3 separate regions of the Ovis aries genome follow, and regions 1 and 3 are each linked to region 2. A link is a contact called in public Hi-C data. All regions are on one chromosome and are shown on one strand. The core of a region is the stretch at or near the end of the contact, and the rest is flanking DNA. Distances in the headings are between cores, read along the strand shown.

What was found. A called contact is a pair of places that touch in the nucleus more often than the background predicts.
Region 1: a Hi-C map of tail adipose tissue shows a contact between it and region 2, with 4 times the contacts expected there. The contact joins the promoter of GATB here to the enhancer-like site in region 2. A contact is called at or near these places in 2 of 16 Hi-C or Micro-C datasets (liver and tail adipose tissue).
Region 3: a contact with region 2 is called in a Hi-C map of tail adipose tissue, with 4 times the contacts expected there. The contact joins two enhancer-like sites. A contact is called at or near these places in 5 of 16 Hi-C or Micro-C datasets (hypothalamus, liver, mixed tissues and 2 more).

Annotation. Positions count from the first base shown.
Region 1 is chr17:6,170,179-6,172,878 of ARS-UI_Ramb_v3.0, forward strand. It overlaps GATB (glutamyl-tRNA amidotransferase subunit B), which reads left to right and starts at 1,379. Exons shown (of 12, transcript XM_042234934.1): 1 at 1,379-1,571. The coding sequence starts at 1,396.
Region 2 is chr17:6,627,966-6,630,665 of ARS-UI_Ramb_v3.0, forward strand. No RefSeq gene overlaps it. Among named protein-coding and RNA genes, the nearest start is that of SH3D19, 44 kb to the right of the region's middle. Within about 2 kb of position 1,371, at least 24 of the 54 cell types and tissues checked have an H3K27ac peak or open chromatin away from gene starts, as enhancers often do. A contact at or near this core is called in tail adipose tissue, where this site is marked.
Region 3 is chr17:6,368,992-6,371,691 of ARS-UI_Ramb_v3.0, forward strand. All of the region lies in intron 4 of FHIP1A (FHF complex subunit HOOK interacting protein 1A), which reads right to left. Among named protein-coding and RNA genes, the nearest start is that of GATB, 200 kb to the left of the region's middle. Within about 2 kb of position 1,415, at least 11 of the 54 cell types and tissues checked have an H3K27ac peak or open chromatin away from gene starts, as enhancers often do.

The DNA of each region.
Region 1 (2,700 bases), core at 129-2,628, 460 kb before region 2:
AGGCATCAATGATGCTTACTCGATTTCTCCTCTTATACGTCTCCAAGGCAACCAAAGTCGTATTTTCTGACAAGTCTGTTCTTTCCTGATTTCCTTATCTCAGTGAGTAACTCCATCAGCCATCCAGTTGTATAAAGCCAGAAATTCAGAAGTTACTTGACCCTCCCCTAGGCTTCCGCCATTATATCTAATCCAATACCAAGTCCTCCAATCTTACCTTCCTAATCTATCTCACAGAGGTCAATTTCTCTCTGCCTCCACCACCACACTATTCCATCATCTCCTTCCCACACAGCTACTCTGAAGGGCATGTACTCCATTCTTTTGTCAAATGCATTCTTCACACAGCAATCCTTCAATCAACAAGCATTTCTGAGAGACCTACTTTGTACTTTGGTAATACTGTATTGAATAAGGCAGACCGATTTCCCATTCTCAAGGAGCTTGTGGAGATGGAAGACAAACATCAGATAGTCACGAGCACTATGTGGAGTATTAGTATAGGGCGATCTAATAGAGAATGGTGGAATAGCTGTTCTAAACTGTATGCTCAAATACAAGAAATCAGTGGGCGTTTCAAGAAGGGGATGCATTTTGAAGCAGGGGGAAAAAAAAAAAAGAAGCCCACTGGGATGATGGTATTTGCTATCAAGGCTTCCGTTGTTACATAGTATTTTCAAACACTGGCCAAGATCAAAAAGAAAAATTTAAAATCTTCCTGAGGTTTCAGTCTAGGTCTGTCTATCTCCCAAGAACCTGTGCTGAAATATGGTCCTTATGGTCTATCTGAAAGCATCCTATTTTTGTTAACTTCTCTGTATGTCTAGTCTACCAAGAATGTAAGTTTCGTGAACATGGTGGCTATATCTGCCTTGATCACTGCTGAATCCCCCGTGTCTAAGAACCATGCCGAGCATATTGGCATGCAAATAATTATTTCTTGCAGTTATGCTTACATTTGGGTCTGAAGTGGAAAAGGAAGCAGAAAAAAGAACTGAGTTGGGCGGTTCAGAGAGTCTTTATGGAGATGTCAAGGTCATTTACTTCAGCCCGACAGGTTAACTGGTATATAAAATCCCAGCCAGGTTTCTCAGCTTTCGATCTCTGGCACCGCCTGCTCTCTCTCTCACGTGCTTACAGCTACAAACCTCTCCAACTCCCCGCTAGGAGGAGTCACACCTTCCCACCCAAAAACCCTCCCACTCTCCCGGCTCCTTCTGCTTCCCGCCCCCTCCCCGCCCAGTTCCGGAAGCCTTCCGGTCGCAGTGCTCTCTGGTAATAGTAGTCTTCCGGTCCGAGTCTAGCGCGGTTTATCTAATTTCTGAGAACTACGTTTCCCAGAGAGCCTTGCAGCAGAGGGAGGCTGTGTCACCTGACCAGGACTCTGGAGAGACAATGGCGGCGCCCATGTTGCGGTGGTGCTGTCCTGGAAGGCGGTTTGCTTTCGCCCGGGTTGGCTGCGGTTCTTGCCACAGAAGAGGGCCTCCGACTGGGTCCACGTCCAACGGGAAAAGGGGGCAGAGCACAGTGGCTCAGCAGCCCCACATCACAGCCCAGAAGCCGAGAAAAGGGTATACTATTTCATACCAGTATTGCCCACTTAAAGTTGAGGTAGAACTGTGGGACTTGGGAGATGGCCACTACAGACTTCCCTGGTGGCTCAGACGGTAAAGCCTCTGCCTACAATGCGGGAGACTCGGGTTTGATCCCTGGATCGGGAAGATTCCCTGGAGAAGGAAATCGCAACCCACTCCAGTATTCTTGCCTGGAGAATCCCATGGCTAGAGGAGCTCGGTGGTCTGCAGTTAATGGGGTCGCAAAGAGTCGGACACCACTGAGCGACTTCACTTTAAAGCCCAGCCTTAAGTCTGGACGTTTTGGTGGGCGGGAACGTGTTGGGCTGTATGTTGCAGCCCTGAAATCTAAATAAAGACAGGAAACTGGCTGTCTTATCAGTCCCTACCCCACACATAAACCAGTGTCTTCAGATAGCCTTATTTGGGTAATTTGAGAGTGTAAAATAGCAAGTTTTTTTTTTTTTTTTTTAATGTTTCACAGAAGAGTGGTTCAGTCACCTTAACTAGTAGTCAGCCCAGTATCAGTAGAAGTGGGATCTTATTTAGCTGACATGTATTTAGCACACTACGGGCCAGCAGTGTTTTAGTGGTATAAAGGAGCCTTTACCTACAAGTTCTGGATGGCTGGCCTTGAGTTAGAAAACCCACCTATCTGTGGAGGCCTTTCATGTTGAACGTGTGGGGTGTGTGTGTAGACCTAGGAAGATGCAGCCAGTATGAGATCTTCCTTCTGGTTCTGTAGAGACTGTTGCTTATTTTGCTCAATATTGTCTGAACAGCTGCTTATATTTCACTGTATAAGACCTAAATGATATCTTTTCAAGTGCAGAAATATAAGGCATGTGTCAAATATTCATTTTTTCCTTTGAGATAGTTAGGTTGCTGTTATTTTTGCTTTTCTGTTTTTACAGAGGGGAAAATGTCCAGAAGTACTGGTTCTGTTCTTTTCATTAAATTAGGTTGTTTCACTATGAAAAGTGAATGAAAAGTTTTTTTCTCTTATGTAATGAAACTGCAAAAAAACATTGAATTGGGTTTTAGTGAATGCAGATTTCTGATGACGTCTTAGTTTGATTCCTCTCAATTATAGTTTGTGATTGCAAACTTTAAAAATAAGGAATTC
Region 2 (2,700 bases), core at 121-2,620:
TATAAGCACTTTAGTAAAACTAGGCTATCACTATACATTGTTTGGATTTTGCTGTTTTCTTTTTTTCCGCTTAACATGTTTTCATCATTTACCCTACCTTTTAAAGGGTGTGGCTCTATTTCTTTGTATAAACATACTGCAAGTCATTTCGTCAGCGCCTGACTGTTGGACCTTTTGGTTGTTTCCAATTTTTTTTAGAAGGCAAGTGCTTGTACGGGATGAGGCCATGCAAGCGAGTGCTGCAGGGACCGTTAATTTACAGACATTTTTGTACCCCACACGCTATAACGGAGCTTTGACTTTGTTTCTGTTTTTGGCGGGGAAGGTCGATAGATGGTGCAGGAGGAAGCCCGGAAAAGTACAGACGGGGGTAAAGTGCCCCACCTCGTTCCAGAGGAACCGTCTTTGCTCCCTGGGGAGGGATTCCCGGGACCCCGCCCCGCAGGCCATCCGTCAGTCAGCGCCGGCTTCCGCCGTCCGCTGAGCTGCACTGCACCCTTGTGGCCGAGCCGCGACACTGCGGCACGGGAGCACCGGATCCCAGTGGTTTTCGGGAGGCTTTGGGGGTATTTTTCGGACTGATTTTTAAACTACAATTTAAAGATGTAATTTTTTTTTTCAACTCACAAACAGAAAATGTACAAGCTCAAAATTAGAGAATGCGTGGGATTCCAGTCTGTAATAAACATTTCTTCAGTTCAGTTCAGTCGCTCAGTCGTGTCCGACTCTTTGCGACCCCGTGAATCGCAGCACGCCAGGCCTCCCTGTCCATCACCAACTCCCGGAGTTCACCCACACCCACGTCTATGGAGTCGGTGATGCCATCCAGCCATCTCATCCTCTGTCGCCCCCTTCTCCTCCTGCCCCCAATCCCTCCCAGCATCAGGGCCTTTTCCAATGAGTCAACTCTTCACATGAGGAGCCCTTTAAATGCTCTTTAGAACATTTCTTTAGAGCACTTGAATGAAAATAAACTTAGCCCTTATGTCCCCTGGCTCTTTTCTCCAGCTTCAGTGGGGTTAGTCTGCCCTCAGGCACTATCGTCTAGCCCTAAAGGACTACTTTCAAGTCTCCTAATGGGCCAGGCTTCTTTTTGCTTACCAGATTTTAAAGTTATTAAGCAACACACACACACACACACACACACACACACACACCCTTCCCTCACTCAGACTCGTCTTCCTCCCTTATTGGACTGGAGTGTCTTTGAGCACACACGTGACTCCTCATTTCCTCTCCCACTTCTGTTCCCTTGGAGACAGTAAGTCACAGAGAGTAGGAATCTGTTCCAAGGAGGGAACTCCCTGATGGTCCGGTGGTTAGGACTGGGCACTTTCATTGCAGAGGGCCTCCGGTTCCCACCAGTAGGGGTTGCTGTATTCTCTGCATTGAGTTCCACAGTATTGATGAGAAAACTACTCTGCCCAAGCCTGCGTGTGTGCTCAGTGTTGTCCCGCTCTTTGCGACTCCACAGATTGCAGCCCGCCAGGCTCCTCTGTTAATGGAATTTTCCAGGCAAGAGTACTGGGGTGGGTTGCCATTTCCTCCTGCAGGAGATAGAACCCAAGTTTCCTGCATCTGTTGCATGAGCAGGCGGATTCCTTACCATTGAGCCACGTGGGAAGCCCATTCTGTCCGAGAGCCTCTTTAATAGCATGGCAGACGAGAAGGGAGGCAAGAAAAGCTATGAGATGATTAACTGCTATCTCCCGCTTTTAACTCTGCATAGTTTGTTTTTCCTTTCAGACATTTACTGTGTGGACAAAGCTTGAGGTGTTGAGGGCCAATGTCTGGACCTCACTTGAGAGGTTAGGCTCAGGCATGAATTTTTTAAAGCATTTTTTGGCCACCCCATGAGTCTAATGCCCCAGAATATCTGTATCCTTGTAGGTAACTCCTGAGTCCCAAAGTCTTCAACAGTGGGAAAAAAACTGGGAGAATTTCAAGAACGCTGGTGCAACACTATTTGAAAACGGGAGTAATTTGGAAATCTGTTGGTTTTGCCTACCCAAGATCCATTCTTCTTTCTTCTGCTAGGGGCCCCTTGGTTTTCCTCTGGAGAACCACCCCTTCCCTGCTCTAAGTCCTTGCAGTTGAGGTAGGGCTGATTATTTTTTAAATTATAAACATTTTTTTTTCTTTTGAACTTTTATTTTTTTATTAGGGTATGGCTGATTAACAATGTGATGGTTTCAGGTGAACAGTGAAGGGACTCAGCCATGAGATAAGGGTGATCCTTGCCCACCCTACCCCTACTACTTCCCAACACAAACATATATGCACACTCCTAGGTGGTACTTGCACACACAGCCCATTCAAGCTCTGAGTTTGCTCTTTTTCAACTTGAATTACACATGGATCCAGCCATGTCTGAACCTTTAGACTGAACTTCTGCCCTTCAACTTTTCAATTACTGAGTCAATTAATCCCCCGCCATTTTTTGCCCTAAATGAGTTTAATGTGGGTTTTGTCACTTGCAATCACAAAATTTCTAACTAAAAGAAATTTACAAGACTTTCAAATGAGGTAAGCAGCTTTATGTTTTGCCTGCTTATAGAAAGGGGATACATTAATTGATGTGTCCTAATATGTTGAGATTTTTTTTCTTATTCTTTGATAAGATTGCCTTCATTTTTCTTAGCAGAGCTTAAGTTTGTTAACTATGTAAAGTCCATTTACTTGGTCTAGGTTAGCCCCTAT
Region 3 (2,700 bases), core at 165-2,664, 260 kb before region 2:
CCCAGCCTCCACGAAGCCCTCCAGGACTCCTCACAAGCCTGAGGACCTCACTGTGAGAAACACTGGGGTCTGTGGTCCCCCTTTGGTTCTGGCCTCGACAGTCTCACAGTGTGGGATCGCAGTACCACACTCGTCCAAAAGGGGGCACCACCTCGATACAGGATGCTCTCCAGCCCCAAAGCCCCCTATAAGGCTCCACATTCTAAAGAGCAAATTAGCTCCATACTTAAATTAATTCGATAATTTCAAAGTTCACATATTGAGTTTACTTATGAGAGCTATCTATACAGCAAGGCCTCGGGGTAGAAATGTAATTATACTTCTCATGTGTGCTTAGACCGTCTAAACTATCTTAAACTGGCACAGTGCATTATACATTGACGGTGGCGCTGCAAATGAGTGCCGACTTTCTAGAAAACAATCTGGCAACATGTAACAGAAGCCATAACGTTGTTCCTGCCCTTTCACTTGTTAATCTCACTTTGGGGAAAATGCCTCAAGGAAACAACACAAAGATAATTTGTTTTAAAATGTTTACCCAGGCTATATTTTCAATAATGAAAACTAAAACCATTATTGACCCAAATGGTCAAGAATAAGAGAGTTATAATCACAATGTTACATCACCATACACTAATGCTATTAAAAATAAATACGAAGTGAATCATATCATTATATCCAATAGATAAGGAAAAATAACTTGTTAAAAACTAAATATATTGACAAATAGACCCACAGTTAGAAATGAGTTTGAAGATATAATGAGATTGTAAGGTTAATTAGTTCTTCTTTTCTATAAATTGATCTAATTTCATAATATAAGTAAAAATAAAAACAAAGTAATTTTGTTCTTTTGTCTAAAAGAAGGACCAAACGCTGAGTTAAAACAGTAATGAACAGAAACTCCTAACCAGTATAAATTTTCATATATGCATATGTGTTTATTCTATATGCATGCCTTTAAATATTTATAAAGTATCTAAATGTATATATGTAAATATAAAGCAAAACTATTTACACGATCACAAGCCACACTTTTCTCATGGGTTAATCTTCATTTATATTACTTATTTCAAGACACTCCTCTGCAAACAGACCTACTTTTGGTGGGCAGGGGGCCACGAAAAACCCACAAAAGAGAACTGAGATTTTTATACAGAATGTAAGGCACACAGCAGCTTCTACATGGAGAGCTCTCTCTGTATCCCCTTTACAGAAGCTCTTCTACACCACCTTCTGGGTTCATGGGCAGAGGAACATGAGAACAGAGCTGTGATAGCCCCACAAAGAAAGAAAAGGTTTGCTGGTCGTCTGGAACAGGGCCCTCGCCTCATTCCCCAGTCTGGCCTGGAGGCTTCACTGCCCGAAAGACTGGTGTGTTACAGCCAGGGCCCTGAGTCACAAGCTCAGCAAAGTGCTGATTCTGCCTGTGCTGCCGCTCGTCCTTAGCCTCCCTCTTCCAGGTGTCAGGACGCTCCCGGGCCACCTCCCTTTCCCTTTCAGGCAGACACACCCTTGACCTGCTTTTACAAGTGGGCTCTGCGGGCCACGCCCTGCGCCTGGTTCCCACCCTGACAGGGAATGCCCAGGAAGCTTCCCGGCCAGAGTACAACTGGCACGGAAACAGCCAGGAGCCTCTGTTCCGATGTCCCAGGTCAGCCGTCCAGGTGGGCTCTGAGCCCTTTCGGGTTCTGTCGGCTGATTCCTGCTGTGACCTTGACCTTTCAATCTTTTCCTTATGTGCCCTCTTCTCACATCACTCCCACCAAACTCCAACATTCCCGGGCCCCCGCTTCTGCTTGCTGCCCAGTTCCACTCACCTGCTGCGGATCCCTGCTGCTCACAGGGCCCTGACCCACTCCCCTGCTTAACCCTCTTACACTCTCAGCCTTGCCTCCAACTCCCCAGCCCTGGCTCTTCCTCAGCCATATGTGCTTCGTCTCAAGGATTCAGTTTACGGGAGGAAAACACAATTATGGGGGCGGAGAGATCCAAGCAGGAAAATATACTTTACAAACATTTCCTTTACTAAACAAGTTCGCTTTGTTAGGCAGCTTCCCTTGTAGACTCAGCTGGTAAAGAATCTGCCTGCAATGTGGGAGACCTAGGTTCGATCTCTGGGTTGGGAACATCCCCTGGAGAAGGGAATGGCTACCCACTCCAGTATTCTGGCCTGGAGAATTCCATGGACTGTATAGTCCATGGGGTTGCAAAGAGTCAGACACGACTGAGCGACTTTCACTTCACTTTCACTTTTGTTAGGCCAAATACCACTGAACAAACCGAATCAACCCCCGATAAAGCCCATGCTCACTATATACGCCAGCTAAGATCAAAGGCTTCCCTGGTGGCTCAGACAGTAAAGCATCTGCCTACAATGCAGGAGACCCTGGTTCGATCCCCGGGTCAGGAAGATCCTCTGGAGAAGGAAATGGCAACCCACTCCAGTTCTCTTGCCTGGAAAATCCCACGGACGGAGGAGCCTGGTAGGCCACAGTCTATGGGGTCGCAAAAAGTCAGACACAACTGAGCGACTTTACTTTCTTTCTTTTCTTAAGATCAAATACGGGACTGTAAATGGTTTTCCAATTACAGCCAGGCATTTGCTGATCTACCAACTGTAACATATACAAGCTTTTGTATATATACTAGATATATACACATGCATACATACAGATATGGAGTCATTTATATATTTGC